Regions from separate parts of the Anser cygnoides genome. Here all the other regions are linked to region 1. A link is a contact called in public Hi-C data. All regions are on one chromosome and are shown on one strand. The core of a region is the stretch at or near the end of the contact, and the rest is flanking DNA. Distances in the headings are between cores, read along the strand shown.

The links. A called contact is a pair of places that touch in the nucleus more often than the background predicts.
Region 2: a Hi-C map of liver shows a contact between it and region 1, with 3 times the contacts expected there. The contact joins two enhancer-like sites. A contact is called at or near these places in 2 of 7 Hi-C or Micro-C datasets (granulosa cells and liver).
Region 3: a contact with region 1 is called in a Hi-C map of liver, with 1.9 times the contacts expected there. The contact joins two enhancer-like sites. A contact is called at or near these places in 4 of 7 Hi-C or Micro-C datasets (fetal liver and liver).

What each region holds. Positions count from the first base shown.
Region 1 is chr3:42,618,314-42,621,983 of Taihu_goose_T2T_genome, forward strand. No RefSeq gene overlaps it. Among named protein-coding and RNA genes, the nearest start is that of IRF2BP2, 25 kb to the left of the region's middle. Within about 2 kb of position 1,563, at least 3 of the 3 cell types and tissues checked have open chromatin away from gene starts, as enhancers often do. A contact at or near this core is called in liver, where this site is marked.
Region 2 is chr3:42,469,398-42,473,411 of Taihu_goose_T2T_genome, forward strand. All of the region lies in intron 5 of TOMM20 (translocase of outer mitochondrial membrane 20), which reads left to right. Among named protein-coding and RNA genes, the nearest start is that of TOMM20, 54 kb to the left of the region's middle. Within about 2 kb of position 2,069, at least 1 of the 3 cell types and tissues checked has open chromatin away from gene starts, as enhancers often do. A contact at or near this core is called in liver, where this site is marked.
Region 3 is chr3:42,431,956-42,435,855 of Taihu_goose_T2T_genome, forward strand. All of the region lies in intron 5 of TOMM20 (translocase of outer mitochondrial membrane 20), which reads left to right. Among named protein-coding and RNA genes, the nearest start is that of TOMM20, 17 kb to the left of the region's middle. Within about 2 kb of position 1,811, at least 1 of the 3 cell types and tissues checked has open chromatin away from gene starts, as enhancers often do. A contact at or near this core is called in liver, where this site is marked.

The DNA of each region.
Region 1 (3,670 bases), core at 313-2,812:
TAATTCACATGCATAATAACATTTTTCCATTTAACAGCCCGGGGCAGACGCCGCAACATGTTACATAGCACTGGTGCAAATAACGAGATAGGATGATGTCATTTGGTAGCGTTCCTCCTAAGCGATCTAAAAATATTCCCTCTCCCACCTTTCATTACAGCCTTCTCCCTTCTGCCTGATGCTTTTGCGCCAGTTTCCATGGTAACAGCTTCTTTTGTAGCCCGGGCTGCGAGGGGAAGGATTCATGCAGATGTTGTCATTGATCCAACACCTTGCGGCAGCTTTTATGGCGCATTGTCTTCTTGTTTCCTGCCCTCGTGTCTCCCTTCCACCCAGTGAGAATGGCTCTGGACTCTTTCTCCTGCCCTCTGCCTTTGATCTGGAGGAAGGCAAGGCTAAAAGTATTGATTAGATTTTATTATGAACCCTAATCCTTCTCCGGGCACTTTCTGAGAGCTTAAAATAATGCGCCACGGAGCCTGCCACAGGTTTCCTCGTCCAGTTGTTAAAATGGGTGCCTCGTACAAAAATACTAGAGGGATCAAGAGTGTTAAGCGTTGGGAAACCCTAATTAAAACCTCTCTCTGACAGGACATGGAAAACTTCTGCTTCATACAGAGCTGCTGCAGTTTTACTGCTTGCATAGCCTGATCAGAGCTTTTTTTTTTCTTCTTTTTTTTTTTCTTCTTCCTTTTCTTTCTCCTGTTTTTTTTCCCCCGCTAAGCGCCTGGGGAAGTTTCCACATTTTGGCTGCGTTCATTGTTCAGCTTCTCCCCACCCATGCTTGTCGTTAAGGCTTGGCTTTAAGGAAAAGGGAGGGACACGGCAGAGCTTGTGCTGGAAAAGCTGCAGCATGGGTTGCTGCAGACATGAAACGCAGCAGCTGTAAGAAAAAGCAGAGAACAAGGAAATCTGCTTAATCACCTATTGTCTGCAGTTGTTTTGCATTCTTCACCTATCACTCGGTGCTGAAGCTGGATGCTATTCTCTCGATTGTCTGAACCTGACAGACCGATCCTAATGAACGTGTAACTGAAGACCTGGGCTTTTGCATCTGCATTATTTATTCACCTAAAGCAGGAACTCTCCTATATTTAGCATATGATGTCAGCGGGTTGTTTGCATCCTTAGAAAACTGGCAGGAAGCCACGTCTCACATGTTATATGAAATCACTGATAAATGCTTCTTTTCACTGAAAGAAAAACAGCTTAATAAATGCAGCTCTTCACTGCTTTCATCCTCTCCCTCCCCGCCACGCTCCCTTCCACTTCTGGGATTTGTCTCCCCATGGCAGAGCTCAGCAGCATCTGTGAAGTGGAAATGAGCGCACAGGACCGCAGCGAGGGGAGGCTGTCGGTGAGCTCAAAAAGCCGCTGCCCTCCCAAGCCCCCCCCCTTGCCTCTCCCCCACCCTCCCAAATCCTGGAGCGCGGCCAAAGCCCTGGTGAATCAGGCGGAAGGGAAAAAAGGGAGCGAGGGAGAGCCGCTGTGCGGCAGAGGCTTTGCGGGGACGCTGGTATTCCTGGTATGTAATTAGTTTCAGTTGTTTTTAGCAGGCAGGGAGCAGGGGGACAGGGAGTGCTCCCACGCTGGCTGCGCAGTGCAAAAATGGCACCCTGACAGATGCTATCACTTATCTGCCCTGAATGCGTCTTTGAAGCAAGCGTCCAGCAAAAAAAAAAAAAAAAATCTTCCATTCGCGCTTTCGCAAGGGAAAGGCAGCCTGCACGCTTTTCTGGTGCTGCTGTGAAACCAAAGGTCATGCAAAAATAGCTAGTTTTATGCATAAAAAATAGCTTCTGGTGCCAGCGCTTCAGCTGCTGCTGCCTGGCAGGGCTCCACCGAATTTCCATGGGCCGGTTCACGCCAGCTGCAGGCCTGATCCTGGATCCAGCTGTGGGGCAAGTCAGGGGAGTAAACCAGCTCCATGCAGCCCACGCTGCCGGGGGCATGCCCGTGCTGTGGGTGCAGGGCTGGCTTTCCAAACCCAGCAGGTGCTGGGGGTCACGGTGTGTCTGCGCCCTCCGTGGCAGCACCAACAGGGCCATTTCCCTGCCACGGTTTAGCACAACAGCTGCCCCAGCAGTCCCAGCAATAACCATGAAGGTGTGGGCAGAGCTCGGGCAGGGAGCAGGCTGAAAAGGAGGCTGGTATATCCCAAGCAATGCTAAACGACAGCGTTGCACACACGCCGGCCGCAGCTGCTTTGCTGGCTGTGTCATGCCACGAGGAGGGGAGGAAAACCAGGAAAACTCTTTAAGGAAAACCAGGAGGGGGGAGATGTAGCCTTGCTGCAGCACCGTGAGGCTGCAGATGAATGACTTCGCCTGCTCATTAAACAAGCCCATTCAAGCTTCCGCTCCACAGCCATTCGCTTGATGGGTTTGAACAATAATGAACCAGGAGGAAAAACCTGCCCCTGAGAAATTCAGGCTGTTCCAGCAAATGGGATCAAATAAAGTTGGTAGTATCATGTGGCCTGCTAATGTTCAGAAATGACATCCATGTATCCCAAGCTTATTCAAAACAGCATTTTGCTTTGTTTTTGGTGAACAGGGCGACCCGCAGGTTAAGCATCAGAGAGACATTTGGGAGGAATTAAACAGGGAAAGGTGGGGACAGAGCACAAAAGGAAATTCTTTCAAGAGCCTTAGCATAAAACATCCTTCTATAAAGGAGCATGTGAGACGAGGTTTCAGATGAGACAGTTGTCCTCCCTGGAGAAACATCATGAAGTCGTTACAGAAAAACTCATTAAAGAATAAAGCCAGCCAATGCCACAAGATGACGGTATCTCAGTAGTCCCAGATGTTTGCTGCTCTGGGAAAAGGGAGGAAAGACTACTCCCCAAATTCGCCCCATGTCAGCAGGGTACTCGAGGAAACTCAGAGTGAGGTTGTAAAATAAAGAACAACACTGCTCATGTAGGCAGCTGCTATAAACAGCTAGCTGCCATCTCAAAACACCAAGTGAGTCCAGGTGGCCAGCACTACATGGGCACCAGTTTTGCTTCACACCTCTCATTATTTTGAGAGGCGTTCTCATGGAGGTTCTCGTTTTGGTGCAGCAGTCCGCTGTGGTGTGAATCCCAGCTGTGACTTCAGTATCATTTAGCAGCTGAGGAAATGAAGTGAGGGAAGGCTGAACTCACAGCAGGTTAGGTGAGCATGGACACCATCGGGTGGCTCCAGGCAGCAGGAAGCCCACCAAGCAGGGACTGAATTAGGAAAGCTGCGATTATTTCTTTTCCCCTCCAGGGAAACGTTGGAGATAACCTGTGAAGCTTCGCTCACAGAGGTGATGGAGGTGGCATTCAGTGGATGCACCCTCTGTATCCTCCTTGCAGCTCCCTGCAGCATGAAGCTGCTCTCTCCGGGCTGACAACTGCAGCAGAGGCACGTTATGCTTGCTGCTTCAGACTGGAGAATTTAAGGGCCATTCAGCAGATTATCTAACCCTAAAAGCACAACCAATTAGTTTTGGTGCTGTTGAATTGCTATACTAAAGCAAGAGAGATAAAACGATAGGATGTCAGCAGCAGAGCTGGGAGGTTAAGCCAGATGTGCTGAGTCTCTCTCCAGGGCCAAACCACACCTTGCGCCTTCCTCTTTGGCCCCAGCAGTCACATCTCATGGGCTGCTCATCACGATCAGTAACAGGGCTGTTCTGC
Region 2 (4,014 bases), core at 819-3,318, 150 kb before region 1:
AACAAGCCGGGCTATTTTTCTCATCCTTACTTAGAACATAAAACCTGGGCTTGAGCTCTGCTTTCACGTGGTGAGGTGACCAAATGCCGTCCGAAGATAGCTCTGCAGATCGGCGTGGCCCGGGCTTGACCATATTTCAAAACACAGCTGAAAAGTAGAACTGGAGAACCCCTGTGGATTTCCTTTCAGCCTCATCTACCCTGGCTGGGCAAATGGCACTGGGGGCCATTACGGCCACAGCTGAGTTTTGGGCACACTCAGCTGGGGCACTGATGCACGGGCCTTGATGAGACGGTGGAAGAAGGGAGCATGGGTTGGTGGCTAACGCTGAGGAGCAGCAGCTTGGGGATACAGGCTGTGTTAACCTGTGGGCACCACCTTGCGGATTCATAACTGTGGGCAGCTCCTAATTCCCTGTGTTTGCTTTTTTTTTTTTTATTTTATTTTTTTCTCCAAAATGCACTGATAAAGGCTGAGAATGAATCCTGAGGGACAGCTCAGTCCGAGGGACCTCAGAAGGCACCTCTGCAGAGCAGACGGGTGTTGTGCAACGCTTATCTGCAGTGATCTGTGACTAGTTCCCCGAAGGCAGGAGCGCGAGGCGGTGCGGAGTTCACAGCAAGGCCCAGCCTGTGGCTGTGGCCCCAAGGGAATTGTAGTTTCCCTGCCAAATATGACTTCGTTCAAGACCTTTTCCTCAATGTTTGCAGCAGCGTGCATACCCTCAAATTTCAGTTTCATAGTTTAAGAAAGCATCCAAAAAAGCCCCTCAGAAGAGCAGGCAAAGTGGCACCAGGCTGCACAGATGACCACAAGGAAATCAGTAGTTGGGGACATGAAAGGACAAGAAGGTGCCAAAGTCAAAGGCCATGTAGTTTGTTTGCAGTGAGTCATGATCTTCCACTTTCATACGTACCCCTCATCCGTCTGCATGGTGTCCTACTGTCTGTCTTTGTGGGGTTGTGGGGAATGACCACACACCTCAGCTTCCCTGGACAACCCTCTTTTCCCTTGCTTGTCTTGGTGATTCTGCAATTCAACAGTGCCTGCGGTGTTGTTTCATTAATGCAGCTGGTTTTTGATGGTTCAAGGATATTTACTTAGGTTCCATGGCCCCACTGAGGAAAAAATGGCTCTTTAGTAAGAAAAGCCTGATGGAAAGGGTGGTTTATGAAAGGAACAAAAGTTTGGGAAGAGGGGAAAAGTCAAGTGAGTGCAAACACCAGTCAAAGCCGTTCCCTTGCTCAAAATGAGTATTAAGAAAACTTGCTCAGTGGGTCACGATGAGCTCATTCAGTCCACTAGATTACTGGAAAAATCTTCCACTTTGACAAGTATGCATGTGTCTGTGTTGAGTCAGAACCTGGCAGAGCAGCTTTAGTACACATTTTTGTTATAAAGAAGTCCCCTTTGTCTTTTGTGACCCTAAAAAATTTCTGGCCTGAATATTCTTTGTGTTTCTTTTTTTCTTTTTTTTTTTTTTTTCCCCACACAGAAAATGTAGGCACTGCAGTGTTGTATTTCATTGGGAATATGGTATCTGGGGCCTGGGGTGGGTCTCTTTTCCTACCTGCAACACTTTTCTTCGCTGTTGTGCATCCTTTTATTTGCTGACCAGCCAGCTTTTATTTAGTATACAAGTAGTGGTGCACGAAAACATTGCAAGCGCATCCCTGCGCATGCTCACACACAGAAATCACATTTCCAGAAGTTTGCTGCGAGCATCAGAAAAATTTTCTGCTGAACTTCTTGGCATACTTTCAATGCGAGGCTGGCAGCTATTGTACGATGAATCCAGCCTACAGTGCGGAGGCCTCAGAGAAAAACAACGAGATCTGTGACACTAAGAAAACACAGTCATAGACACCACAAAACTACGCTGGGACGGGCACAGTAGTTGTGGGGAGGGGTCATGGTCAAATATGCTATTTCAAGCAAAATCTGAGAGGAGGATGTGTTCTTAGCCACAGGAAGAGCGTTGTCTTAGTCAGAACAGTTAATCATGCAACATGAAGAGAGATACGTACAGTAAGCCCTCATGATTTCTGTTTCCAGCAGCTTTTTTCCTCGTCTGAAATGACTTGCATATATTTTCGTATTGCTAATTTGCCGTACGGTAGCATCTGTGCTCCGGCCTTGTTGATGGAAACCTGGAGGTTCTCCGGGCCGTGTGAGCCATGCTGTTGTCACAAAGCTAACCTCCCCGTGCCTCTTTCAGGCAGACAGAGAGAAAGAGAAAAAAATGTCCGGCTGACGTCAATGAAGACCACACTGCACTGGATAATATTACTGTGTGCCTCAACCACCCACTCCCTTTAATTTACTAGAAACTAAGCAAGCTGTTTTGAAACCCATAGCTTCCAGCGTGTTTGCGCTGCTCTCCCTCCACCAAAGGCCATTAATTGTCAGGAGCTTGAAAGCTACCTGATGCCTTGTTCAAAGCGCTGAAACAGAGGGGATTTCCATGAGTAATAATTTCAGTCTGTGCCTGTGCAGTGCACCGTAGGCTAGAGTAAATTGATCCAGCTGCTTGCAAGGCTAGATGGAAAAGTGCCCGGGGGGGCCGGAGCACATCACCAGATGGAGCTGGATGCTGTTGTCATCACGTGGGGCTCCCCAGCTGCTGGGCATGCTCGAGCTCGGCTTCCACCACGAGCGGGGCGCGCGCAGCCTTCCTGTCTGTGCTGACTTGCAGGGTGAGGCAAAGGCGCTAGCGCATGTTGCAACGTCTTCTCTTGTAATGAAAAGGATAATTTTAGATTAGCCAGAACTGTTGGCGTCCTTTTTTTTTTTTTTTTTTTTTTGATGGTGGTGGTTTTTCTCTTTTCCTCTCCTCCCTCCTCAATGTCCCTGCCACAATAACCCCAGCGATTTGTGCATATGTTTTGCTCAGCAGCAGCCTTCTCCATGACAGGGACTATAAAAGCTTCTGAGAGGCCAGCTACCTCTACAAATAATCAGAATTGGCAGGATTAACCTGTAACCCGAGGCGGCGAAAATACAGATTCCACTAGCCAGATGGCAGAGTTCAAAGATCCACTCACTTCCTGGCTGAGGTTGCACAAGTTAATTTTTATCCTTGTTAAAAAGAAATAAGAAGTGAAAACATAGCAATAAAATGTGTGCTGCTTGCTATCTCTGGTTTTAATCACATTTATTTTATTCCTTAGTGTTTTGTTATTAAGTAGGTTTGGGGGATGTTAGGAAAATACATTCTTTCTCTCTTCTGGAGATGTTTAAATCCTACTTGGTTTCTTTGTATTTTGCATGGGCGTTTGTGTGATCAATTCAATTTAGTCTGTTGGCAAGGAGCGCTAAATAGGAGGAACTAATTAAAATAACCGGAATGCAATTCATTCTTTCTTTTTTTTTTTTTTCGTTTCCCAAATGAACAATTCAATTAGATTCACAGAAAAAACTGCACAGCAAGTCTGCACCCTGGTCCTGGAGGCTTCCGCATGGAGGCCCCTGCAGGTTTGAAGCTGCTGGAGCCGGAGCCCTCTGGCAGAAGTGGGGCATTCGGGCAGTACTGCAGCACCGGGATGTTGTTGCACCCTTCCTGAGGCAGTGCTTGTAAATGTACTCCACCAAGAGGATCGGGGTATCTACTTCAGAAGGCAGCTCTCGGTTCTTTGGCCCTGATCGCATGACTTTCCTCGCAAGCTAAGTGTTAACTGTGACAAGGAAGGCTGCATAGTGTGAGGCTCAGATGCGTGCCTGTGCCACCACCGTCATGTGGGTGCCATGAAGCATATGCAAAGGTAGGTGGCTTGGCCAGCAGAGTGCAGAGGCAGGAGTGGAAGAATAAAGTTCATGGGTTGTTTTTGTGACGGTTTGTCCTGGCTGGCTGGGCCATTAATGAAAACAGACGTGGAGCTGCTGGCAGCGCGTCTGAGAGCCTGCAGGTACCCTTCAGGAGAGCAGCACTGGGAGTTCCAGGCAGGGAGTTTATGATTAATTTTGCAGGCATTTATTGTGCAATACGAAATGGCCACCGGCCAGCTCAGAAGTTAA
Region 3 (3,900 bases), core at 561-3,060, 190 kb before region 1:
TTTTCTTTTTTCAGTGTTGAGAGGCTAACATTTGTGTTCTTTTCAGAATAAAAGGGAAGTGTGTCATCAGCGAGGCACTTAGTGGAGTTAAACCGTAGGGGCTAGCGTCAGAGCACGTGGTGCTGAGGTATTTGGTCCGGTGCGGTTGGGTATAAGGCATCAGCTCTAGATTCGTGCCCGTCACCTTGGAACAAGGTAGTTCCTGCCAACCCGTTGTCTTGCTGCAGACTTCCATACGACAATCAGAGAACGTGATGAGGCTGCTGTAGCTCTGTGTGTGGCAGCAATGGGCAACACGAATCTGCAGGCCTCGGTGTGAACACCAGCTTTTCACAGCAAAGCCAAGTTGGTCTTAAACTTCCTCTTGGGGGCATTTTTCCCTTTTCGCCTCGCCTCCCTACACCTACCGTTTATAGACCGAGCAGTTTTGCAGTTGTCCAGCTCGGCTGTAAAGCGCTGAAAGGAAACTCGGCCCCGTTTTCACATAGGTGCCTGCTGCGCACACAGGCACGGGGGCAGAGCTGTGGAAGCCTGCAGAGCCCCAGGTGCTCGGGCCGGCCAGAGCCTGTGCCGCTAGATGGCAATGTGGTACTCTGCGAGCTGGGGCTCCCCGTCCCTGTAACATTCTTGCTTTTTGCTGTATTTATCTCTGCCAAACTGATGATTGCACCCACCACCCCGGCAAGAGAACAGAACAAAATCATTTCATAGAACATTACAGCTGTTGTGCCTCTCTCTTTTCTTTCTTTTTGCCTTTTTTTTTTCCCCCCTTAGTTCTTTGTCCCACAGCAGGGTGCAGAGGTTTAAAAACCTTCTTTCTTAATCGCTCGCCTTCTAAAAGCAGAGAAAACACAGCCTCTTGGGAGCAATTAGCTGTGAGAAAAGCATTTCTCAAACAATTGCCAGGAAATATTGTCTTGACCGATATTCCTGATGTAACGCTGTCGTTCTCAGTGCTGTTATTCTAAGATACTTGACTGCAAAAACAGCAGGGTACGGATCTGTAATATACGATCTGCAGTTTACCACCTACCTTACCTTTTTTATTTCCATTTACTTTCAGTTTGTGTCCTCCCTGCAGCCCTCCCCCCCTCCCCTGGAGCTATTCTGCTTAGGAGAGTGAAGAATTATTTGTAACTCTCCTCTGCTGACTGGTGTATCAGGCCAAGGCTCTGACAAGACACGGCTGAAAATTAAGGTTATGCCTCCGCTGTGCAGGCTCCAGATTGAAATTCTGTGGCAGTGTGCTGTGGAGGAGGTCAGGCTGCATGATTACAGTGATCCCTCTTGGACTCAAAACCTGGCAGCCTCGGTGTACGTGAGGTTGGTGAAGCCTGAATTTCAGCGGGAGCAGCTTGAGAGCAGGTATACGTGAAGCAGGCGGCAGCTGTACACCGAAACCAGGGTCCTGAGCCTGGAAGCCCTCTCCCCATCACTGTATTCATGGAAGATGGACTGGGCTGCAGGGTGCAAAGAGGTCTGAGGAACAGTGGTAAACTTCTAGCACTGAAAGCCCAAAACAGCAGCAGCTAGGAACCACTGCTAGCTCGGTAGGTAGATATGCATACACCCATGCCCGTTCACATGCACAGCCATACTTGTTCTTATTGCAAGGCTCAAATTTTGTCCCTCTTTACGTAAATTCGTGGAGATTTGAGAAACGAGCCTCACTCTGTGGGACAGGGTGTGAACTGAAGCACCTTCTGGAAGACAGACAGCAGTGTAATCCTTTCATTCAACCCTGTCTGCAGCTGCTTTTTATAAACTTGGCATAAATACGTACTCAGTGAGGCCAGGCCTGTGTAGCTGGAAAATATTTTCCACCGTCCAAAAAAACAGAAGATTGGAAAAAGAGCCCAGAAATTGTGCATAACATGGAATGGCTTCGCTTGTGGTTTTTTTCCATGACTTCCTCAGCTCATTTTTCTGCTGCCAATTTTAGAAGCCCATAAGTCATACTTGTTAAACTTTCTCAGTTAAAATGTAACTCGAAGAACAAAGTCATATGATATGTTGAAGCCAAATAATCGTTGCGGAGCCTCTGACTTGAGAACAGCTACCCCGACTTGGCCAGCTTGCAGTCCTGCAGGGGCTCCTGTCCCAGGGCAGGCAGGGCCAGGGGCAGGTGAGCAGCGTGAGGCATGACTGTGTGTCCCCTCCCAGACCAAGACCTCAGCAAGGATTTCTCCCTACTTTCGCTAGGATAATCAGGCCTGTGGTGTATTATGTTGCAGAGCAGTTGTTTTGGAAGGGGAGAACTTTCAGCTCCTCCTCTAGAAGCACTTTAAATAGGAGGTGAAGCAGAAAAGGGAATGAGAGGAGGCAGCACAGAGATCAGCGGGGTCCAGCAGTTGAGAAGCTGATGTAGGTAGGAGTTGTTGCCATCAGGGTAAACTAGCTGAGGAGTGAGGAGAGAGAGAGAGTGCCAAGAGAGAAAGTGAATTTGCTGGAGGGTTTGAAGAAAGGGCATCCGCACTTCAGTGCATTTTTAAGTGTTGAATCAATATGGAAGTACTCGCGTGCCAGGAGCAATATTTTCATTTGCCAATTTTGCTCTCTTATAAGGTGATTGTGCTCACACCCGAGCCCTGAATGGTTGTCCTAAAGCACCATCTCTTTGTCCAAATTCTGCTCTGCTCCCTCCCACAGGACAAGTCCCGGGTCACCGCTGTGGAGGGGAGTTGCCCTAAATTTACATTTGGGCAATAGCCGAGGGTGGAATTTGGCTGTGGGCTCTGCCAGCGGCGCTGCTCCAGCCAGCCTTGTCCGAGGCAGCGCACGCATCCCTGGTGCTGTCAGTCCCAGCCTGCGCCTCTGGGACCCGGTGCCTCAGGAAGGCAGGGAACACCGGTCTGAGCTGCCTGCGGGGAGCAGGGCAGGGGGGAGAGGTCAGCGGGGGCTTTGTAGTCACTGGGAAGGAGCCTTCCAGCCCTGCCTCCCGGTTGTGCTGGGAAGGAGCAGCACAGACTCTTGCTCTCTGCAAAAAAATAAAAGTGTATCTGTGTTTCTTTCCCCTAAATAGCAGCTTGTGAGTTTGGTTCTGGCCCTCGCTGTAAACTGGGAAACGGCCCCAAAAGCCTGCCTTTCGATGGCAGGGTGAAATGCCCTTTCAACATCCGTGTGGTCTCCACGGGAAGGGAGGAACTGAACAAACCCACTGGAAATCAGCAAGGGTGTTGTAATGTTTTTTTGGAAAGCCAGTTTCAAAACCCGGTGGCTGCCTCGCTCTCTCCTGGCAGCCGCTTCCTGTGCCATGACATCCAGGGAGGTGGTGGTGACTGATGTAACCGCGGTGGCCGGGCAGAGTCACTTGCCCAATGTGCTGAGGCTGGCAGGCGGCCAGAGAAATGTGCTAAGGCCTTGTTTTCTCACAATGGGCTCGCTGTCCCTGTGCACATACCTATAACTGGGTCAGGTGCTTGGCTGGGCCGCCTTCCAAGCTGATTAAACGAGGCGGTGGAGTTACCCACGCCAGAAGAAGTGGAAGAAAAAGGAAGAAGATTTTGCTCTTGTCCCATGTGAATGCAGACCTGATGCATCTCTAGGCACGCTTTGTTTGCATAACAATGCTGTAATTAATAATGATGCCTGCTCGTTGAAGCCAGTTCTCCGTGTTAATGGTGGGAGGCGGTGAGGAGAGGGTGAGGAGAGGCCTGGTAGTGTTTTTGCTGGATCACCACCTTTAGGTTATTGTGACAGACTTCTGAAAGGATCCCTTTGTATGAACGGGAATATAATGCTCAGCTGGGCTCTTAAATTCTGCCTCTGTTGAGAAGAGAGATCCTTTCATATTGATTGTCATTCTGTATGCAGTTCAGGCACCGACTTGCAGGAAATCTGGGCCAGAAGAGATATCATTAGGTATTTATGGGGGTTTGGTTGGCTCAGCAGTCAGTTTTT